Regions from separate parts of the Mus musculus genome. Here region 1 is linked to region 2. The links are chromatin contacts, called in public capture Hi-C maps. All regions are on one chromosome and are shown on one strand. The core of a region is the stretch at or near the end of the contact, and the rest is flanking DNA. Distances in the headings are between cores, read along the strand shown. Region 1 overlaps Fermt2 (fermitin family member 2). Region 2 overlaps Styx (serine/threonine/tyrosine interaction protein).

The links. Capture Hi-C pulls out chosen DNA fragments and counts their contacts.
Region 1: a contact with region 2 is called in a capture Hi-C map of embryonic stem cells, with 2.5 times the contacts expected there. The contact joins two enhancer-like sites. A contact is called at or near these places in 1 of 484 Hi-C or Micro-C datasets (nephron progenitors) and 2 of 9 other capture datasets (adipose tissue and embryonic stem cells).

Annotation. Positions count from the first base shown.
Region 1 is chr14:45,490,892-45,497,069 of GRCm38.p6, reverse strand. The region is part of intron 3 of Fermt2 (fermitin family member 2); the gene reads left to right. Among named protein-coding and RNA genes, the nearest start is that of Fermt2, 36 kb to the left of the region's middle. Within about 2 kb of position 3,044, at least 9 of the 459 cell types and tissues checked have an H3K27ac peak or open chromatin away from gene starts, as enhancers often do. A contact at or near this core is called in embryonic stem cells, where this site is marked.
Region 2 is chr14:45,362,918-45,368,670 of GRCm38.p6, reverse strand. Styx (serine/threonine/tyrosine interaction protein) reads right to left here. Exons shown (of 11, transcript NM_019637.3): 5 at 2,012-2,072; 6 at 953-989; 7 at 325-364; 8 at 200-250. Among named protein-coding and RNA genes, the nearest start is that of Styx, 15 kb to the right of the region's middle. Within about 2 kb of position 3,355, at least 46 of the 459 cell types and tissues checked have an H3K27ac peak or open chromatin away from gene starts, as enhancers often do. A contact at or near this core is called in embryonic stem cells, where this site is marked.

The sequences.
Region 1 (6,178 bases), core at 1,795-4,294, 130 kb before region 2:
TTTAAAATTGTTTCTTAGTATGTCACTAGCTCTTTTGAAATGTTATTGAGAAAAGATTTTCATGTTTGTCAAAACCAATTTATGATCTCTATTTTCTCTCATTCCGTTTTCCTTGCTTTCTTAAATGATTTATTTAGTTCTCCTTTATGATTATAGTTATCTCTACTGGTGACTTTTGATCTATTTCCACTTTTATCTTCATAGTAATTGCTTTCAGGAGTGTCCAACTTCAGCCTGTGCCTGTATTCAGGATAGATGTGAATATAGCTTGACACAGAAAAATCACCTTACTTAAAACACTATTGGGCCGGGTGTGGTGGCGCAGGCCTTTAATCCCAGCACTTGGGAGGCAGAGGCAGGCGGATTTCTGAGTTCGAGGCCAGCCTGGTCTACACAGTGAGTTCCAGGACAGCCAAGGCTACATAGAGAAACCCTGTCTCAAAAAAACAAACAAACAAACAAAAAAAACATAAACAAAAAACACTATTGGGTTGGTTTTTTTGTTTGTTTTGGTTTTTAAACTGGATTTGTGCAGCTCTTGAGCAAGAATTTTGTAGCTGACAACAGTGTCACAGAGGTAAGCATGTCTGTAGAAGATTGTCTTCATTGTTCATTAATGTCGGAGAACCCAGCCCTTTGTGGGCAACTTTGCCTAAGCTGGACTCTGAAAGCAAAGAAAGCTCATTAACTGACAGCCACCATGGATTTCCTTTGTGTGTGTGATGGGACCAGTTGTCTTGAGTTCCTAATGAAAGAAAGAAAACTAAATTGAAGACTTCAAAGCCCTAGCAGAAAGTTTATTCAAGGTCCATGACTCGTGCGGCTTGCTAGTTAGGAGGGCTTTTTGGGCCTAGAGCAAAGAACAAAGGCTATAAAGTCATCCCAGGAACCAACTAGCCATAAAGATAGGGAAGACATACAAGAATGTCCAGACTGGCCCGGTGCCTCCCTATCTCCCGCCCTTCTGACCTAAGTTAAATGTTAACCAGATACTCTGCTGTTGCTTCGATCTGCACGTACAGTCTGCTGATGTTTAAATGGACCAATCATGTGAAACCTCGCCAATTCCTCCTCCAGCCCTAGGCCCAGCCCCTTTTCTATAAAAACCCCTAGCTTCCAAGCCTCACGGTCGAATCCACTGTCTCCTGCGTGAGATACGTTTTGACCCGGAGCTCCGCCATGTTTTACATCAAGACGGTCTGTTCCGAATCGGGAAGAGAGTGGGGGTTTCCCCACTAGGTTCTTTCACTGACTCTGAGACACTTCTGCAGTTACAGACCATAACCTGGAAATGTAACCCAAATAAACCCCTTCTTCTATAAGTTGTTTTTGATTAGATTGTTTTATCACAGCAATAGATATGAAACTGGTATGTATAGGGTTTTACTTCTTTATTTTTTTTAAATCTTGACTTTTGCCTTTATTTTTGAAATACACTATAGCTGAAGAATCTGAGCTTTCTCTCCCTCAGGTAATTGTTGTCTTTAAGTTGTTTTCTGGTTGACACGATTCCAGAAATGTCTGTTATTCTGTGCGTATGCTTTCTGTTTCCTTTTAGTGATGCATAAGTGTCTTATTTTTAATACTGTCTCTTGTTACATCTTCAAGTTCATTAGTCATTCCTCTGCCAGTCTGCTAACTAGCCTGCCCCGTGTATTTACCATAGCAAGTATGTTTTCATCACCAGAAGTTTGATTTTATTATTTATTTGAATCTTTCCTTTTTCTCTTCATTACGATTATTTCTCCATTTAAAGGCACACACACTATACATGGAGTAGCTCCTGTTGTTAGTGGCTGGTGCTTCATCTGGATAATTTCTGCTCCCTTCCTGCCTCCTCCCCTTTTCCTTCACTCAGAGTTATGGGCCATATTTTCTCTGCTTGGTTCCTCTTCAAGAGCAGCCACTGCTCCTCACCAGTTAGCCATCTCTCCAGTCAGTGCTCTGATGTTCATTTTCATCTCTTCTTTGTGGACTGCTGCTTCTCCTTGGAAGCTTGTAGGATCTTTACTCTTCTGTCTTGAAATTCCATAGCAATGTCCCTTGGTTAGGGATTTATTTCCGTCTGTTACTCTGGAGACTCCAGAGGGCCTGATTCTCATGTTACTGTTTCCTTGCTAGTTCTTCTCCCGAGTTTGATCATTCGCCTTTGGTGTGTGCTGTTGGGCGGTGTTCTTGGGTTGATCCTCTTAGTAATAACTGCTTGTCTTCTATACTAGAGTGGCACCACACTTTAGTTCTCACTGTTTGTATTTCCCCAGAGTGTTTGTTGCACAGATGGTCAATAGATTTAAGACCACCGGAATACAGTTGTACCTCAGTAGAATAGTGACGACGCATAGAACCCCCTCCCCTGCTGTTAATATCCAAACCTCTTAGTTTCTGCTTCTTTGATGCCCTGTCATCTCTCACAGAGGCCCTTCTCTCATCTTTATTAGTGTGTTTATTGAAGTAGTTTCATTTTATACTCCTACCATGCTTCTCCTTATTGCTTGTTTTGTGCATAAATGAACTCTACTACTGAGCTATGTATGTATATCTCTGACTTTTATATTTGAAACTGTTAGTATTTCATTGCCACCATGAGGAAATACCATAAGTTTAGCAGCTGAAAACAACACAGAATTTTTATATTTAGGCTGAAGGTCTGGGCACAGCAGCGTGACTCACCTAGGTCTTTGTTCCCTCCTCAACACTCTTGAGAGGGAGTTCTTCATGGCACAGTTTGGTTCCTTGTAGTTGTAGGAATAAGGTCCCAAGGCTCCCCACCATCGTTCCTGAGACCTTCTGAGTTCTCAAGTTCATCCGCTCTCTCCTGCCTCGTCTCTCTTGTGCCTCTTTCTTCAGCCTCTCTTTTGTATATAAAGGACGATGTGATTATATTGGACCCATCCAGATAACCCATCTCTCTCCCTAAGATCAGCTGCTTAGTAACCTTCACGGCAATGTCCCACATTGTTGAAATGTAAAGCAAGGTTTGCCCCTGGAGTCTCTCTCCTTGAAGCCTTTCTTTAAGTGACATTCACAGTTCTGTGATGATGCACCCTGGATTTCTAATAGGGAGGTTTGGGTGGGGCTTAGCCCACTGCCCTGCCTCAGGGAGCCAAGTCACCACACTGAGTTTTTCAGCTCATTAGCTCATTATCCTGCACTGTTAAGGTTTCTGTTGACTGGATCATATAGGCAGGTGGGGTGGATTTACCACAGTAATGGAGCAGGAGACTGTGGCAAAGTGTGCTTCCATCTACAGTGCTTTGGTTTTGCTGTTTCTTCGCTCCTAGCTTGTGACCCAGTGAGTCAGTGGGCCTTGCCTGTCTCTCCTCTCGATGCTTCACCACATTGGCCAGCCAGTTCCTGCTGATCTGTCTGGCTTATTTCTTCTCACTATTTGGTTTGTATTTGATATCATAGTTTTGTTTCTTGGAAACAAGATCCTGCTTTGTGGCCTAGACTTAGGCTGGCTTTGAACTTGCAGACATCCTGATGCCTCAGCTTCTCAAATGCTGGTATTATAAACGTATCCCATTACGTGGACCTCTTGATGCTGCTGTGCCCCCCTCCCCTTTATCAGCAGGTATTTCTTTGTCATTTTGGAAAAATTAAAACAATGGATGCGTAGACTCTTTATACTTAATCAGAAACTCACAAGAAATGTTTTCTTTGAAGGAAATCTAAAATTATTTTCCTCAGACACCCATGGTAGATTCATTCTTAGTTTCTCTATCTCTAGGCCCTATAATTTCACATATATATGCACTTGTGTTACACATACACGTACAATATTTATATAGTCCATCTAGATTATCAGTCAGTTTGATAATACTGATTTCATAAGCATTAAATGCCACTGTCATATAGTTTCATATGGTGGCAATACGAGCAAGGACATTGCTCTGTATGGAGCCTCATGAATGTCAGCTATGTTATTATTATGTCTATTATTCACTGGGATGGTATGTTTTATGTCTAACATTTTCATGACTCATAGTCCTATATTGTTCTCCAGTCCCACTCTTGTACTTAACTTAGATGTTTTAGATGTACCAGTTCCTGAAAAAAGACACAAAGTAAAGTCAGTAGGTTATATTTCTATTCTAAAAATGTAAAGTAGAATGTGTAGATGTGTATCTGCGTGCCAGTTTATGCATGTAAGTGCCGTAGTACCCATGGAGACCACAAGAGGGTGTTGGATTCCCTGGAAACTAAAGTTACAGGCAGTCGTGAGCCATCTGGCATGGGTGCCAGGAACGAACTTGGGTCCTCTACAAAAGCAGTATGAGCTCTTAATCTCTGAGGTATCTCTTTAGCCCATAAATCAGTAAATTCTAAATGTCCTTTCCTTAGTAAGATAGTCCCCTGCAGGAATGATTGGGTTTTCTTCTTGTCATCATTATAATAAAATGAAAGTCAACTCATCAGATTTCCTGTGCAGCCAGCGGCTTATGCAGATCAAGGGTGGGACTGTCAATAAGCAGGAGATAGATTGAGGCAAGCTCCTAAGCTTCTGTAAGAAGTAGGAATAAAACTCAATGTTTAGAGCTTTTATCAGAACAAGCTCCTGCGTGTGCTAAGCGCCAGAGAACACTGGAGAGGGAAGGTCTCCAGGCATATTGTTACAGTTTCTAGCCCATCTAGATTATCAGTCAGTTTGACATTGTTTACTATTTTGACTGGACAAGCAGTTTGCCTTGGCCCAGTTGGTTAAGAATTACTTGTCTGCTTATAATAGACTGAAAAGTTACTTCATAGTTCATTGTTGCTGTCTTAGTTACATTTATAGCTGTGAGCTGGACAGGAAATGACTTAGAGACAAAAATCTCAACGTACGAATGTGCAGTGCAGAAATTCTCAGAACCTAGGAAACATTCCAGAAACACTTAAGACTTCAGATGACACATGCTTGCCTTCCCCTCTCCAGCTGGTCAGTGACACAGAAGTGGTGGAAGTGTGTCACAGCTCGCCTGTGACTCATTTGGTGCCCTCCGATATTTTGGATTTTTCCCATATTCTAATGTAGTTTATCTAAGGGGAAACAACTATGGGGGGAGAAAGCTTGCCATCACCACCAACCTACCTGGCCCCCACTTAGTACTAAAGTATGAAGTAAGCTTAAAATTCCTTTTTCAAAAGATTTTTTATGTTTAGTTATGTATTTTTCTATCTGTTTTGGGGTATGTGCACATGAGTACAGGTTCCCTCAGACCAGAGGAGTTAGATCCCCCTGTACCTGTGTTAAAGGTGATTGTGAGCTGCCTGATGTGGGCGCTAAACTCCGGTCCTCTGCAAGAGCAGTACGTGTTCTCAACTGCTGAACCATCTCTCAAGCCCAGCATGACATTTTCTCATGTCCCTCTCTTCTCCATATGTGGCAGTGATCGCATTTAAATCCAAGGGTGCACTGAGAATTAAGAGCACAGCTCATAAACATCTAAGTGTGTTGAAGGTTAGTCACTGTGAGCATGACATATGTGAGAGAAACAGCTGAAAGGGAGAGCCGTCTATTGGGACATCAGTTTCCATCCATCATGGCGTGGAGCAGGGAGAATGCTTGTGCAGTGGACTTTCTTCTTTGTTTCTTCTGATTTCCATTCAGGCTCTGGGCCAGCCACCTTCTAGACAGCTACTTCCCCCTTAGTTAATCCTCACAGAAATGCCCTCACACACAGGCCCAAAGGAGTGCTTCACTAGTCTTCTATATCCATGCTCTCATGCCAATCGAACTCAGTCAGGAGGGCCACCATGTAAGGTCAGTCAGATGTTACATTTGTTCCTTAAGTATTCTGTGGGCTGCGGATAGCTCAGCAGTGGGGAGCACATGCTGTACCCACAGAGGGTCTAGAGTTGAATCTACAGAGCATGTCTGCATTTTGAATGGGCCTGGTAACTAGCCTGTACAAGATAGGGATGGCAAAGACATCTCGAGCAAGCTGGCTACTGAGACTTAGCCATATTTCTGAATTTGATGTAAAAACTCTCCTTCAGTAAATAAGGTAGAAAAATGCTGGAGGAAGATTCCTGGCACCAACATAGGACCTCCACATGCATATATACACACCATGCATGTCCACACATACATGGTTACAGACATACACACCACATATTTGTATGAAAAAGGAAAAGTAGTCTAGGAGAATAATGACGATTCATTTATATTAAGTAAATAGAGATCAGATCAATC
Region 2 (5,753 bases), core at 2,106-4,605:
AACACCAACATTTGTATCTATAGAGTTTTTAAGCCGAAACTAATCAATTCCCTAATGGCAAGTAGTTTTCCAGTTTTGCCTAACCAACTATGACTATTTATAAAATATCTATCTATATTAAACTTTAAATTCCCAACTATTTTATTAAGTCTGTTTAAGTGAGCGTGAACTGTTGCTAGGTTTGAGTGTGTTAGCTTACCTGTATTTCATCCCAAACGTCTCCATGATGTATGCAATGACAAAGGCAGCACTGAAGACAGAGAAACAGTTAGAATATACAACTCATAACTAAACACAAGAAACAAAGGTTATCTATCTTCATACCTTCTAGAGATACCTGCATTCCCATGGACAAGAACTTTTCCTGAAAAATTTTGAAAAATAGTTAATCATCTAAAAAAATAAGATTTCGAATGTGAATGTAAAATATACTAAAGCCACATATCAGGCTAAGGTGAATCTTCCTTAGATAGTTTATTTCCTGTACTTGCCACTTAGTTATTAATTTTCAAGGCTTTATTTTAATTACGTAGAGAATACAACAGATTTTAGGGGAAAATGAAAGTAGTTCAGTGGAAAAATTTTAAAAAGCATAAGATGATATTAAGTAGCTGGGAAAATATACATTTGAATATCATCTATCATATAAATATAGAATTTCTCTATCCTACATTTAGAAAAGATATCAACTAAAAGGTTATTGTAACAAAAACTCCTAAAAATAAAACAAATGCTATTGCCCGGAGAGATGGCTTAGTGGTTCAGAACGCTTGTGGCTCTTGCAGAGGACCAGGTTTGATTCTCAGACCCACAGGGCAGCTCACAACTATCTGTATTCTAGTTATACAGGATCAGACGAACATTTCTGGCCTCTACAGGCCCCAGGCACACATGTAGTGCACATCCATACATGTAGATATAAATGTTTAATAACAGAAAAAAAATTACTTACCTCCATTTTGTAAGCTTCCATCAATAAACTCTTTAGTCTGAGGTAAGAGAGAACATGTTACAAAAAGCATGTAGAGTAAGATGAATATATTATACAATAAAACAAAAGGAGGCTGAAAGTTACAGAGAAACACCTAATCTTTAAAAAACACAATTCTTGGGCTGGCAAGATGGCTCAGCAGGTAAAGGCACCTAATCAACAAGTCTGATGACCCAAGTTCTATCCTGGAACACATGGTAGAAAGAACAGACTCCAAAAGCTGTCCTCTCATCTTCATAGTGACACCATGGCACACAAAGTGTGTGTACATGCATGAGCACAAACACAAAACATGTAATACAATTAAAAAAAAAAAAAAAACCTTGATGAAGAGACTGGTGAGATGGCTCAGTGGTGAAAAGCACTTGTCCACTGCCTGTGCAGAAGGCCAGGGGAGGTTCCTAGAACTCCTATGATGGCTCCTAACCATCCCTACCTACAGTTCTAGAGGACCCAACACTATTGATTTCTATGGGCTCTTGTACCCATGTGACACACATGCACACATTCAGGCAACGCACATAAGTATTAACAACAATAACAAACCTTCAGTGATACAACTTTTAAAGGTTTTTTTTTAAAGACCTTCTTTCTCTCTCTCTCTCTCTCTCTCTCTCTCTCTCTCTCTCTCTCTCTCTCTCTCTCTCTCTCTCTCCCCCTCCCTCCCTCCCTCCCTCCCTCCCTCCCTCCCTCCCTCCCTTCCTTTCCTTCCTTCCTTTCCTTCCTTCCTTCCTTTCTTGTTTTATTTTTCGAGACAGGGTTTCTCTGTGTAGCCCTTGGCTGTCCTGGAACTCACTCTGCAGACCAGGATGGCCTCGAACTCAGAAATCCACCTGCCTCTGCCTCCCAAATACTGGGATTAAAGGCATGCACTACCACTGCCAGGCAATATTTCACTTTCATTATAAAGTAAAGCCTACATTTTTTTTTCAGTGATAAAGCAGCATAAATAGTTCTACAATCTAAATTATTAGGTCCAAATCATAAATTTTTAAGTGATATAAAAATACCGATACTTACCATAGGGAAAAAACGTATTATGTTTTCAACTGGATTATCAGCAATATCCAAAACTAAATATCTGAAAACAAAGTTTATGGTGATTATACTCTTAGATAAATCTCCAGACAAAAACTTAAAGTTTTAAAATAAAAATAACATTTCATCTCTTTGTTTATAATAAGCTATCATTCTTAACTACATTTCCATTGCATTTATCTTTCATGTAAGCAACTCATCTATCATGTGATATCTGTGTATTAAAATTTTGACTTTGTTTTTTTCATGATAGTTTTCTGTGTAGCTCTAACTGCTTTGGAACTTGATTTGTAGACCAGGCTAACCTCAAACTCTAGAGTCTACCTGCCTCTGCCTCTGCCTCCAAAGTACTAGGATTAAAAGCATGCACCACCACCACCACCCAGCTAACAGTTTGAGTTTTTAAGCTACTCTTTATTCTATGAGCTCCATTTCCCTGTATATTTTTACTATGAAAAATTTGTATCTATTTTAACATAATTATTTGTTATTTTGAGAATTTCAATAGATGCGTACAGTATATTTTGATTATATCTTCCATTGTTTCCCCATATTCCTCCAGGACAGAGACTCTACTTCCACCTCTCATACTTCACACCCCTTTAAAAAAATTCATTTTTTCTTTTTCTTTTCTTTTTCTATGTAGCTCTAGCTGTCTAGAACTTTGCCTCCCCAGCGTTGGGATTGTGTGCTACTACTAAGGTGTCATAGTTATTTTTTTAAAAAGGTTTTATGCCGGGCAGTGGTAGCGCATGCCTTTAATCCCAGCACTTGGGAGGCAGAAGCAGGCGGATTTCTGAGTTCAAGGCCAGCCTGTCTACAAAGTGAGTTCCAGGACAGCCAGGGCTACACAGAGAAACCCTGTCTCAAAAAACCAAAAAAAAAAAAAAAAAAAAAAAAAAAAACCTCTAAAAGGGACGGAAAAGCGAGTCACGTGCCTGACACCACACAGCCCCCAACTCCATAATTCTGTGACTACCAGTCACACAGACAATGTCCCAAGCTTCTGGCATTCTGAATAGACTCCACCTATTCAGTTACCTGACTATAGCTAGGTATGCTCCTTCCCACAGTTACCTGATAGTCCAGCCCACTATAAAAGGAGCTGCTTGGCCCATCCTCCCTCGCTTTAAGCTCTCACCTTTCTTACTCTCTAGCCCTTCTTCTCCCCCCCCAACCCCCCATGGCTGGTCTCTCTATCTTCTCTCTCCCAGCCTTTCTACAATAAAGCTCTAAAACCATAGACTGTCTCTGCTCATCAAGGCCTGTGGTGCTTGAACAATGGGATAGGCTTGCCCCTAACTAGCCTCGTCTAACCTCCCGCCAGAAGGCCTTCCTATGCTTCAACCACAGACTCGACCAAGGACTACCAAGGACTCTAGCCTGTGTGGGAACCATCAAGCATCCTCTTCTCCCTTCGGCCTCGGAGCTGGGAGCTGACCAAGCCGCCCGGGGCCCCCATTTGTTCTCAGCTCCTCCATGGTATCCAGCGTGGGATGCCGGAGGCTGGGAACCTGGTGTCTAGGACTGTCCCTCGTCCACTACCCGCTGAGCTGGGATCAGTGGCTTCACACTGCCAGCCAGCCACCTGGGGCCATGGAGAAAGCATGCGGCAGTCCTCCCGTGTCCGCCTGCCCAGAGCACCGGAACTCTGGCAGTGCCTGCTCTAAACTCTGCCTCCTCAGACAGCAGTGTTTGCTCTGAGCTCTGTTTCCTCTGCCAGCTGGCATGAGGTTCTGAGGTCTCTGCAGGCCAGAGGACAAGATTCGTGCTCTCACACTGGCCAACAGGCTATAGCCACATTGGCTAAAAAGCCTTTCAAACAACCCTCTATGCTAATCTTTTTTTCAATTTTCATCTCCTTCTGCTTTCCAAGAAAAAACAAAGGGGGAAAACCTGTCAGCACATGGCAACCTCATGGCATGCCCCTTCCCCCATCCAGCTAAGCCCGCCAAAGCTGCACCGGAGGCTTTGCTCCCCTCCCCCTGCAGGAACACCTAAATCTTGCTTTTCAACCCAAAATTTTCTTGCTTCTTTATTTAAATGCTTATTTTCGCTCTAGTATTCATGATATATGTCCAAAAAAATCTTTCAACGTGTTTAAGATTTCCTTTAAGGTTCAAAAGACATCTAATCTACTTCCACAGGTCAAATCAACTGGGCTGATTACCAACATCCAACCCTTAATTAACAGTTTCCTTTGACAATCTGTTACTGTGTACCCCAGATACACAATTAACATATTTTCTTCCTCAGCCATCCAAAGCAGACTTGAAGGATGCCTGCCTTCCAGGACTAAATCCCTCAAACACCCTCAGTTTTCTAGGATCCTAACAAGGGACCATGATGTGCTCCCAAACAAACAATTGCAGGCATAGTGTTTGCTATCCACCCTACGCAGACATCCCCTGCTGGGGTTCTGCTCCTCTGTTACAATTACTCTACAGGTCTATGTCCACATGGTACCTGCTGCCACAGCTCCAGCTGAGACAGCGCCATCTTCTGAGACCTACAGACAACAAAGCTGCCTTTCTCCCAAAACCTTATCTGACTGAAGACTCCCGAATCATGTGCTGAAGCCCTCAGAAGACAGTTTTAAGATCCTCCAGCCGAAGCCAAACGCCTGCAGAACTTGGGGGAAGTTACATGATAGCAAAACAAACAAACAAAATCAAGTCTATCTAGATTAATTAATTGCTGTTCAAAACTGATGTTATTACACTCAAATTGTCCTACCCATGAAACAATTGACTGATAATCTCTTGCCTTCCCAATCCTTACCTGTCATCCTCCTTACTGCTCTGGCTTAGTTGTGCTACTCCTCTAGGTTTTCTTCTAATACTTCCACCCTACCCTAAATTTTTACCATGAATGACACAGTCACTCAGTGACCCCTCCCTTTAAAAAAAAAAGAAAAAAGAAAAAAGGAAAGGAGATGTGGGGCTGTGATAGGCTGCCTATTTTGGTTGAATGAGGCTTGCTCCGGATGCCTTTAATCCCAGCACTCAGCTGGAGCTGTGGCAGAGGCAGGTGAATTTCTGAGTTCGAGGCCAGCCTGGTCGACAAAGTGGCCCATCCTCCCTCTCTTTAAGCTCTCACCTTTCTTACTCTCTAGCCCCCCCCCCCCCCAACGTGGCCATGGCCGGTCTCTCTCTCTTTCTACCTTCTCTTTCTCCCTACCTTTCTACAATAAAGCTCTAAAACCAGACTGTCTCTGCTCATCAAGGCCTGTGGTGCTTGAACAATGGGATAGGCTTGCCCCTAATGAGCCGTGTCTAAACTCCCCTCGCCGCCCCCCCCCCCCCCCCGCCCCCACGGCCTTCCTGCGCTCTAGCTATGGACTGGACCAAGGACTCTAGCCATCATGTGCCCTCTCCTCCCTTTGGCCCTGGAGCTGATCAAGCCGCCCGGGGCCCCCATTTGTTCTCAGCTCCTCCATGGTATCCAGCGCGGGTTGCCAGAGGCTGGGAACCTGGTGCCTAGGACTGCCCCTTGTCTACCACCTGCCGAGCTGGGGTCAGTGGCTTCACACAGCCAGACACCCACCGGGGGCCTATGGAAAGTGTGCGGCAGTATTCCACGCCCACCAGCCCAGAGCACTGGAACTCTTGCAGGACTCGGGTTTTCTCCTACTCCCCTCCTCCCACCATATCTCTAGGGACTGTGTCATAAACTTACGTTGACATTTAAAGCCTTACAACACACATCTGATATTTCAGTATAA